2 separate regions of the Triticum aestivum genome follow, and region 1 is linked to region 2. Evidence: chromatin contacts called from public Hi-C data. All regions are on one chromosome and are shown on one strand. Each heading gives the region's core, a stretch centred on a gene start, on an enhancer-like site or on the middle of the called end of the contact. The rest is flanking DNA. Distances are from core to core; before and after follow the strand shown. Region 1 holds the start of LOC123053229 (neutral/alkaline invertase 3, chloroplastic). Region 2 holds the start of LOC123053226 (1,4-alpha-glucan-branching enzyme 2, chloroplastic/amyloplastic).

Evidence for each region. A called contact is a pair of places that touch in the nucleus more often than the background predicts.
Region 1: a Hi-C map of leaf shows a contact between it and region 2, with 7 times the contacts expected there. The contact joins the promoter of LOC123053229 here to the promoter of LOC123053226 in region 2. A contact is called at or near these places in 4 of 5 Hi-C or Micro-C datasets (leaf and an unstated tissue).

What each region holds. Positions count from the first base shown.
Region 1 is chr2D:375,613,066-375,617,903 of IWGSC CS RefSeq v2.1, forward strand. It overlaps LOC123053229 (neutral/alkaline invertase 3, chloroplastic), which reads left to right and starts at 1,681. Exons shown (of 6, transcript XM_044476674.1): 1 at 1,681-2,229; 2 at 2,469-2,637; 3 at 2,731-2,942; 4 at 3,358-3,851; 5 at 3,935-3,983; 6 at 4,126-4,597. The coding sequence starts at 1,681. The coding sequence ends at 4,455. LOC123053230 (histone deacetylase 9) reads left to right here. Exons shown (of 14, transcript XM_044476676.1): 11 at 156-226; 12 at 410-508; 13 at 695-761; 14 at 1,049-1,356. The coding sequence ends at 1,134.
Region 2 is chr2D:375,325,721-375,331,324 of IWGSC CS RefSeq v2.1, forward strand. It overlaps LOC123053226 (1,4-alpha-glucan-branching enzyme 2, chloroplastic/amyloplastic), which reads right to left and starts at 2,905. Exons shown (of 22, transcript XM_044476670.1): 1 at 2,536-2,905; 2 at 2,112-2,209; 3 at 1,594-1,835; 4 at 1,094-1,192; 5 at 882-924; 6 at 675-734; 7 at 259-339; 8 at 59-175. The coding sequence starts at 2,668. It overlaps LOC123053227 (tyrosine-protein phosphatase RLPH2), which reads right to left. Exons shown (of 4, transcript XM_044476672.1): 4 at 4,403-4,795. The coding sequence ends at 4,619.

The DNA.
Region 1 (4,838 bases), core at 431-2,930, 290 kb after region 2:
TTATTTCTTCTTGTTTTCTTGATCTTTTAAGGTGAAAAGTGAAAATAAATCCAACTATGTCCTAATACTCTTCCTTTATAGTACTACCTTTTGTAAGCAATTCTTTCTTAGTGGTTATCCATCGGCGGGAGTTTTACATGGCATTTTCTTTGCAGAGATCCCTGACAATGAATACATTGAGTACTTCGGTCCAGATTATACATTGAAAGTACCGAATCTGAACATGGTATGAACCTTTTCTGATTGAACTATCTAATTCTATGCCTGCCTGGTGTTATGGAAACATTTAACTGCTGTTTGGTGCATCATGCTTTTTATATATTGGCTACCACCTAGAACATCCTTTTGTTTCTTTAGAGATGTGTAGATGTGCTAATGATATTTGTCTTCCTATTGATGAATGGACCAGGACAACTTGAATAGTAAGACGTATCTCAGTTCAATCAAAGTGCAAGTAATGGAGAGTTTGCGGGCCATACAACATGCACCTGGCGTTCAGATGCAAGAGGTTAGTTTGTATTCCATTCGCATGTTGATTGTTGAAACATCCCAATTGAAACCGGGGATGGATACCATGTGAAGACTGGAATATGCCTTTACATCTTTTGTGTCTTTATTTTTCTTGCTTCCGCCAGGATAGTGTAGTTTGTTGTTTCTGAGCAGAGATCGGATACACAATGAGTTTATTTTGCAGGTTCCACCCGATTTCTATGTCCCGGATTTTGATGAAGACGAGCTGGATCCTGATGAACGTGTTGATCGTAAGTGAAATAAATACCTCTGGCATGTCTTACAGTGCTCGTATGGACGAGTAAAAACTTGATGATTTCTCCGTGCAAACTCGCCATTGTCCTCTCGAAGCATATGCGCGCCACATAATGAGAAATTTGCCCTGAAATGAAATAAATGTGATCCATTTTGTTATCTATTTATTCTTAAATTGGTTGTATTCTTCTTCATTCAGCCAGTTCCTTGCTTGGTATTTTCTCCAGTCCTTTTGAACTGGGTCATCATTTTTTTTTCTTACAGAAGTGTGTATGTCATGCAGAGCATACCCAAGACAAGCAGGTTCATCGTGACGACGAGTACTATGAAGGCGACAACGACAATGATCACGATGACGGCGGACATTGAGATCGGCATCTTGGCGATGTATGTAGGTGGAAGCTCAAAGTCTTTCCCGCAGCAGCTGCTTTTTCAGTTTAACATCGTGGGATGGGAAATACATAGTTGGCTGATTGACATTTTAGGATCTGACGCTAGGGCTGGAAAGCATTGTGGGAGAATGTAACACTTGCCGACTTGTACATCATTGTACGATTTCACATTCGTACTTAAAATACAATCTTTTCAGTACGTACGTGCTTTTTTATTTAGCCTTTGGATTGTTCTTGCATGGGTGACCTTTTGAATTTGGAAAAGCAACTGATTGATAACGTTCGTAGAGGCAAAACTCGATGAGAGCATCGAGGCAGGGAGAGGCGTGGCGTGTATACGGAGAGAAGCACCGAGTGGTGGCCACGCACGGGTCCCCGTCGCCCACCCCTCCGGCCTCAGCGACAAGAAGCCAAAACGGCGCTTCGCTTCGCCCACTCGAACGCCTTTGTTTGCATCCCCCTCGTGCCCGCCGCACAGCCAATCAATCCCGTCAGTTTCGCTTTTGCAAGCGGCTCAACGCAGGTTCGATTCGACGGCTCCTCCGAGCGCATGGGGATCGCACAGGCTGCCGCCCCGCTGCGCCTGCATCTTGGATGCTCCGGCGCGGCGCCCCCGCGGCCCACCTCCCTCAGGGTCGGGGTCGGATTCGGATCCCATGCGAGGAGGAAGGGCGGGAGGCGGCGGAACCCTCCCCGCGCCGCCAGCTCGCTGCATCCCAGCAGCAACCCGAGGGCGCACGACCATGAGCCCGCCCTCAAGCCTCCCGCTCCCGCTCCCGCCGTCGATGTCGCCGGGAGGGACTTGAACGGCGCCGCCGACCACGCGCCGCAGCAGAGGCGGCGCGCGGCGAGCGACCTGGAGGAGGAGGCGTGGGCGCTCCTCCGGGAGTCGGTGGTCAGCTACTGCGGCAGCCCCGTGGGCACCATCGCCGCCTGCGACCCCAACGACTCCAGCCCGCTCAACTACGACCAGGTCTTCATCCGGGACTTCGTGCCCTCGGGCATCGCCTTCCTGCTCAAGGGGGAGTACGACATCGTCCGCAACTTCATCCTGCACACGCTCCAGCTCCAGGTCACCCACCCTTCATACTAGTAGGAGTATTTCGGTCGGTTGGTGTCTGTCAATACAGATGCTCCTCTTACTTGTGTTAATAATGTGTATGCAATTGAATCATTCCTCAATTCCAATAAGATTAAGCACAACCTATATGAAATTATTAGTTGAGTCAGGATACCATTCTGCTCAATGTACTGCCTACCATGTATGAAGCTTGTAATAATTTGTTAAAACTGATTGTTGACCATCTATAGAGCTGGGAGAAAACCATGGACTGCCACAGTCCAGGGCAAGGCTTGATGCCAGCTAGTTTCAAGGTGCGTGTCGTTCCGCTTGAAGGTGATGAAGAGGGCGCAACTGAGGAAGTCCTGGATCCTGATTTTGGGGAGGCTGCTATAGGCCGTGTGGCACCAGTTGATTCAGGTAAAGTTTTTAAAACCTTTTAATTCAGGTAATGTTGACTCTGTTAATACGCGTATAGCATAAAAAATAAAGAACCTTAATGATGGTTTTCAGGTCTATGGTGGATCATATTACTGAGGGCATATGGAAAATGTTCAGGAGACCTTTCATTTCACGAGAGAATCGATGTCCAGACTGGAATAAAATTGATCTTGAAGCTCTGCTTAGCTGATGGGTTTGACATGTTCCCCACATTGTTAGTCACTGATGGATCCTGCATGATGGATCGTCGAATGGGTATCCATGGACACCCACTGGAGATTCAGGTAGCACAAACGTCCGAAAGTAACAGCGCAGTGAAACATCACACACACACACAACAAACAGCAAAAAGCACATAACCATAGCAACACAAACATATATGATGATGGCACAGGCACTAAATAGTAAATACAGTTATGGGGTCTGGTATATTTTTACACAAGGAATGAGAGAGTTCTTACATGTCTTGAATTCTTTTTGGGTGTCACTCATTTCACTGCACAGAGCACAGTTCTGGCCTGAAACCACAAATATTGGCCAATCGAAGCACCTGTCTTTAAAAACATGGTTATTCAGGTCATTCTGAGATTATGGTTAATAGTGCCACGTGATCCTCCCCTGCTATTCTGTAGATGAGTGAGGATTACTTTCTGCTATTTATGCATGATTTCTCATATATCATTTTCATTTCTTGTGCAGTCACTGTTCTATTCAGCCCTCTTGTGTGCACGTGAGATGCTTACCCCAGAAGATGGATCTGCTGACTTGATCCGTGCCCTAAATAACAGGCTTATGGCGCTCTCTTTTCATATTAGGGAATATTACTGGCTTGACAAGAGAAAGCTAAATGAGATATATCGATACAAAACAGAAGAATATTCTTATGATGCTGTCAACAAGTTTAACATATATCCTGATCAGATTCCTCCGTGGCTAGTTGAATGGATCCCTCCGGAAGGGGGTTACTTAATTGGAAACCTGCAACCAGCTCACATGGATTTCCGATTCTTTTCTCTGGGGAACTTGTGGTCTATAGTAAGCAGTTTGGCAACAACCCGTCAATCCCATGCTATTCTGGATCTAGTTGAAGCCAAATGGTCTGATCTAGTGGCAGAAATGCCATTGAAGATATGTTATCCTGCTCTCGAGGATCAAGAGTGGAAATACATTACAGGGAGCGACCCTAAAAACACGTGAGTCCTAGATTGTTGCCTACTTCTGCGAGTCTTGCAGATCGTTTGCATCTCCTCATAACATTTATTTTGTTTTGCTGCAGGCCTTGGTCATACCATAATGCAGGTTCCTGGCCAACATTGTTGTGGCAGGTTTGCAACTTAAGCATCATGTTTGAAATTTTGATGTGTACTTTGCAAACCTCGAGACCTTGTCGAGTGTTCGGATTGATTACTTAGCACCATTTGCTCTTGATTGTAAATGTCAATCAGTTTCTTGTTTTTCTTTTGGCAGCTCACGGTGGCATGTATCAAGATGAACCGGCCTGAGATTGCAGCAAGAGCCGTGGAGGTGGCTGAGAGGCGTATTTCCACGGATAAATGGCCTGAATACTACGATACTAAGCGTGGGCGGTTCATCGGCAAACAAGCTCGACTATTCCAAACGTGGTCCATTGCGGGCTTCCTTGTGGCCAAGCTGCTGCTCGAAAACCCTGAAAAGTCTAGAATACTCTGTAACAACGAAGACGAGGAATTTGCTAATGCTTTTAATCTCATGGCTGATTCATGCAACCCGAACAGGAAGCGTGGCAGGAAAGCCCCGAAGAAGACCTACATTGTGTAAGTCTAACAGCAGCTCCAATGTTAGGGGGGTTCATAGATGTAGCGGTGTTTAGTTTTTTGTGCGAATCGCACATATACCTCCAGGATTTGTACATACCACAGTGAACTTGTCTAGAGGAAATGCCCACTTTGAGACGCTGTCATTCTGTTTATGGTTGGTTAATTGGTTATCAAGGTTTTCGCAGCACAGCATTCACTGTAGCACAGATGCACAGTTATGCTACTCACCGGTCAGCACTATAATAAAATGGTTACATCCAAGCAATTAGTGATGTCCCATCTGCTCGACTATTACATAATTGTGAAGTCCGTGACAGACACATGACTGCCAAATCCTTGCTCCTAACTTTATGATATTATTAATGAACAAGAACACATGTTACA
Region 2 (5,604 bases), core at 1,655-4,154:
TTAAAAAACTGTAACACTGGAAATTTCATTTAATAATGTAATGTAGATCGATACTTACCTCTTCAGGTGGATCATAATATATGCCATTGAAAGGTATTTCACCTGGAGCCTGCACAGAGAACTTGATCCAAGCAGAAATTGAATCCTTCACACCGGATGGAGTATCCATCCGTATCTAAAAAACAGAGAGGAAAAGGGACCCTTAGTAGGCAGAGTTCGAAAATGCTACATCCTCGACTAAATAATTGGCCAGCTTACCTTTACACGTGAGCCATGAGGAATAGCTGAGGATCCATCAGCGTTGTTAGGGAGGAAAATCTCCCAAACACCATAATCATCCTGAAAAGACCATATCAAATATCTGCATCAATAGGAGCAAACCTTCACTGATAGCATGGAAATATGCTCATTGTAGATGGAAAAGCACACATAATGCAGATGGGAGTGTTGCACGTATTCATTCATCCTTAATATACTCATTTTCAATCTCAAAAAGATGGACTAAATTCAGTAGAATCTTTGGGCTGAAGCTTAAGACACTGACAAATTATACCATTTTGATATGATGTAGTTGAGGCTCAACTTTAAGGAATGTGCAAACAGCTAAATAAATACAAATAGATGTATCAGTAGTTATGAAGCAAAGGTGGAAAATTGCCAAGCTGTAGACATACTCTGGTCATAGCATCTGCATTTGGATTCCAATTGTTGAAGTCACCTACTAATGCTGCAGACTGTAACAGGGTGCAAAAGCCAGATCATAAATTTATAGTAACTGGTCAGTATTCAGTAAGCTAATTTGTAAGTCCAGTAAGCTAGTTGGTGAATAGTGACCATTAACAATAAATTGGAAGGTGTCTGTTAAGACTTAAAAGACATACATGCGCTCCAGGAGCCCATTCTCGGTAAGTGATACCTTCAGCACTGGAAAATAGGGGAAAACAGGAATATAAATTTTCTTATAAGATATGCAATTAGACGATACCTTCAGCACTGGAAAAAAGAGAGGGGAAAACAGGAATTATAAATTTTCTTATAAGATATGCAATTAGACTAGTGGAGGCGTTTCATAATAATAAAGCTTTAAATTTACCTGCGGGTAAATCCAAGCTTTTCATAACCACGAGAAAATGCTTCCAATCCACCTTCATGTTGGTCAATAGCAGCACGAATTCTCTTGTATTCGCTGTATCTGTTGAATCCACCGAGGTATACCCAAAATCATTCGAATTTAGCAATGTGTTTTCCCCAAAACAAAAAGGCCACAAAGATAAGAAACTAAGTTTCCCAACTGGTAGATTTCCCCCCTAGGAATTTGGTAGAGGAATTAGCAAAGTAAAATCTATAACCCATCCACCACATTTTCATCAGTTTGCCACTCTTTAATTGTAATGATCGGAGACAGTTATTCGTATTGCAATTTTGAGCAAATTGTAGCCATCAATTATACATTTACTTCCCAGCATATTCTCAGACCACGAGGGGATCTGTATGAAATGGTGGTCCCTAGTCTTTGTCTCTTTGATGTTCCCCAAATTTGCATGATGAAAGGACCTTAATTCAAAATGAGCGAAAGCAGCGGGTAGGCATTACCGGTAGTCAAGATGGCTCCGAAAATCTTTCAGTGTTGGGTCAATCTCGTATATTTTCTGCCCATCTCCTGGTTTTGGGACAACTCGCGGTTTCTCCCCCACGACTAGTTCCTTAACTCCTTTGGTTACACCATCAGTGATTGTTTCCACAATGCCCTGAGTCGGTTCTGAAGATTGAAGTTTCTCTGCAGTCCCCCCTGTCATGTTCACTTCCGCCGTTTGCTCCTCGATATCTTCAGGTATCTACAGCACGAAAAATAGCAATTGTAGAGCAGACTGACGAAACCCCAAACGGTGCATTATGTTGTGAAGTTCTTGCTAGAATGCACATCCATCTGATTTTTTCAGTGGCCCAAGAGCCAGCACGGGGCCAAGGCTAACAAAATGAACAAGGCAGTGCAGTACTGCACAATGCTGATAGAAGAAGCTCGAAACCTGACGCATCCGTGGTTGGTTTCATCCGGCATTTGGTAAGTGAATAACGATTGTATGAAGATTTACCGGCACGAGTGTGTGTACCTGTAATTCTTCAGGTTGCGCCGGACTTGCCAAGTCGTCGCTCTCGCCGTCAGGCACCAGGACCTTCCCTGGAGAGGCCGCGCGGCTCAGGACGGCGCCTGCAAAATGCAAGGATGACTACAATAGTGAAAAAACGCCACAACTTGCAGTTACAGCAAGAACAGGAAGAAAAAGAGTGAGAAAATATATATCAGAATGAAACGAGGAATGATCAAAGCCGTGGTAACACCAGGGCCTGGGTGACACTAACGCATTTCCCCGCGGGGAAAAAAATACAGGTTCAGGAAGCGCGATCGCCTAATCCAGCTATCTCTCTCACTCATGGAGATCAATTGGGGAACAGCATCGAACAGGCCATGCGCGCGCAGAGGAGAGAGAAGGGGAGCCAAAGCCAGACGGGGAGATTCGAGAGAGCGAGGCGTACGAGAGGAGTCCTTCTTCCTGAGGAGCAGCGACGGCAAGTCCGCCCCGCCCCTCCGCTCCGAGCCGGCCCGCGCCACTCCGACGCCGGCCCGCGCCACACCGAGAGTCGCGCCGGACACCGCGAACGTCGCCATCCCCGCGTAGTGATTGAGTCAGCCAGTCGCCCAGATCTCACTCAACCCGCCGGCCGAAATGCAGCGCGGAACCCGAGTGATGGAGATATTAATTGAGAAGCGATGAGAAGGGGGAGCAACGTGTGCGGCGGGGGTGGAAGCTGGCGGGTACGGTGCAGTGCATGGGGATGGGCGGGGGAGAGGAGATAGACGCCGAGCCGGAAAGGGGACCCACGGGGAGTGTGCCGTGTGTGAGTGTGTGTGCGGCGTCGTCTTCCTCCCTCGTGCGCGCGCACAGCAGAGGTGGCAGAGAGCGACGGACGGACGGTGGAGGCGACGCTGCGTGCGGGAGGACGAGATCGCAAACCAACGGCTGGGAGCGCGTTTACCTGGCCATGCCGTTAGCGGCCTCTAGTACCCTCGTTTATAAGTATTTATTTTGTTTACAAAAAACATTTATTGTCTCCCAGACAAAAGCAGTTGGTGAGTGTCTGATTGTCCGTCGTCTCCGACCGATCATCCGATCTGCACGCATGCGGGCCAGCTATGGCATTTTCGTGTAAAAAAAAAGACCACACCACTCTGCTCCAAAAAACAAATTGTAGGGTACATTATGTATTTGTACATGTATGTAAATGATATCGTAATACGCATACTTTCAGTGTCATCCTCTTCTCGACTCGACAACTGGGATGTTGATTTTCAGTTCTTCGTTTCCACCTCGCATGGACTCGTCGGTGCATGGTTTGAGAATTGCATGTCATGGTGGTTTGAGAATTAATTTTCCTTGTTTGAAAATGCATGTGTTTGCCAACTCTTGCTTCCATTAAAAAAAAGTGTGAGCTATGAATTTCCAGAGGGGAAAAGGTGCATGGTTGCTCCCTCCATCAGGCCTGATAGCATCATCATGGTGTTCATGTGCGTCTCTCTTCCTTGCTCCGACGCCCATGGATGACCCCATGTGTCACGCACTCACGTCCGCTGTCAGGCTCAAGCCTGTGGTGCTGGGCTCCTGCGTGAGCGTCTGTCCAGTTCGAATGCGCCTGTTTTGGTGGTCTCGCGCTTAACTTTGCAGCTGGTGATCCTAGCAGACGTTTTGGACTGGTTGAGCCTTTTGTAAAGCAGGGCCTAAATGGCCTGTTCTTTTAAGAAAACTAGACGCTAATCTCTCCACGACCCCACCGTCCGAAAAGAACAAAAAAAAAAATCTAAAATGGAGGTGTTTCTGAATTCTCTGGCTGCAAAACGGGCATCAAGATCTCACTTCCCCATGGTCATTATGCTACCACCTGAAGCCGTGCAGTCATGCTTATTTTAAGCCCTCGGTGATCCTTTGTTCCTAGATACAGGAGAGATATTTATTAAGCGTCAAGCCTGGTGACCGGTGTGACTGGCGGACGACGGAGGGAGGGACCGGCCGGCCGAGTTATCTTAGCGTCGTGGTCCCTTCCCCGTGGACATGTCCGTTCGCTTTCGCTTGCTGTTCATCAGGAAGAAACAAACGAGAAGTACAAGAGACCTGCCAGGAGGCTCTCTCCCGACCGTTAATTCAACAACTCCCCTGTGACTTGATATCCTCGCACCTTTTGCACTGCCGAATTCGAAAGAAAAAAAAAACTATTGTTCTGCCTTGGACCATGTAGGCATGTACAACCACCGTCCGAGATCTGTTTGTCTATAGAAGGTGCCGTGCAGGATGTATTACTTCGGTTAACAAGAAAAGCTGCTGTTTAAAAACAGGGCCATTGCCGTTCATGATTCATATCGACAGCCAAGTAGCAAGAAGTATAATGATGCTGTCAACTGGCACACAGGAGCTTACTTGTCCTAGTTGTCACATTGCATGCTTAGGAGAAGATCACACATTATTGATTTATTTACTCGACGTTATACATTAAAACCTCAGTTCTGTGTTTTTGGAAATATGATACTCCGTTACGACATTAGCTTGCATTTCCGATGGTGTCTAGATTAATTCTGGGAGGCCGTTCCCTCTGTGCTCCGGATGACTTCCTTCGAAGGGAAAACAACGGCAGCTATAGGTTTATCTGAGTACCCGCCACCTTCGTCGATGATGAACCTGAGACCGTCCACGTGGAGCTTCCCGTGATGCCCACTTACAACGATGGTCTGCTTGCCGGCCAGATCCTGGAAAAGGAAATCCGTGTATCAGCACAACTGCTCATAATCCCGATAAATGTACCGACCATGGACACCAACCATGTAGCCATGAATAAGTTAGTGGCAGTCTATGAGCATGCACCATGTGCTTGCTGTTTCAGCTAAAATGGGCTAAACCATCCGAAGTTCCAGAGTGACAGTCAAACTGGTGTGATTCTGTAACCTAACTTCACCCAATGCACATTGCTGCTAGTTTAAAGCATATTAGAAGCAGGACAGTGGACAGCTGTAATCAAATTTCCTGCATGCCACACTTTTTTTTTTCTTTACAGATTACCGACGGTCTGTGCTAAAGAAAACTGGCTCAATAATTTGATAAAAGGAGAAAATGGCACTTGTCAGTACTTGCATCATAGCAAGCAAAGATTATGTGCTCACACATCTGGTGAGAAAACTCTACACCTTCATTCAAACATTGAGTGCAAGAGTCTTCAGATCAGTTAGCAGCATGCCGTGCACCCCATAAGAATCAAGAGCTAGGTGAATTGTTCTGTGGTAGCCGTTGCAAAGCACTTGGGAGCACTAATTTCAGGAGTATATATTTTTAGGGGTTTTCGCCCACCTTGGCCTTTTTGTTGTGTATATATTTATGCCACTGTCCTTCCTATTTAATGAAATGTGACAAAGTGCTTGCCTTTGTTAAAAAAAGCATTTCGCTGGCCTATGGTACTCCGTATATACACTTCTTTACGAACTCCTATGTATATAAATTAGTCCAAACCAAGAAGATGCTGAGGAAAACTGCATACATACCATTTCCACAGTTCAGAGAAGTG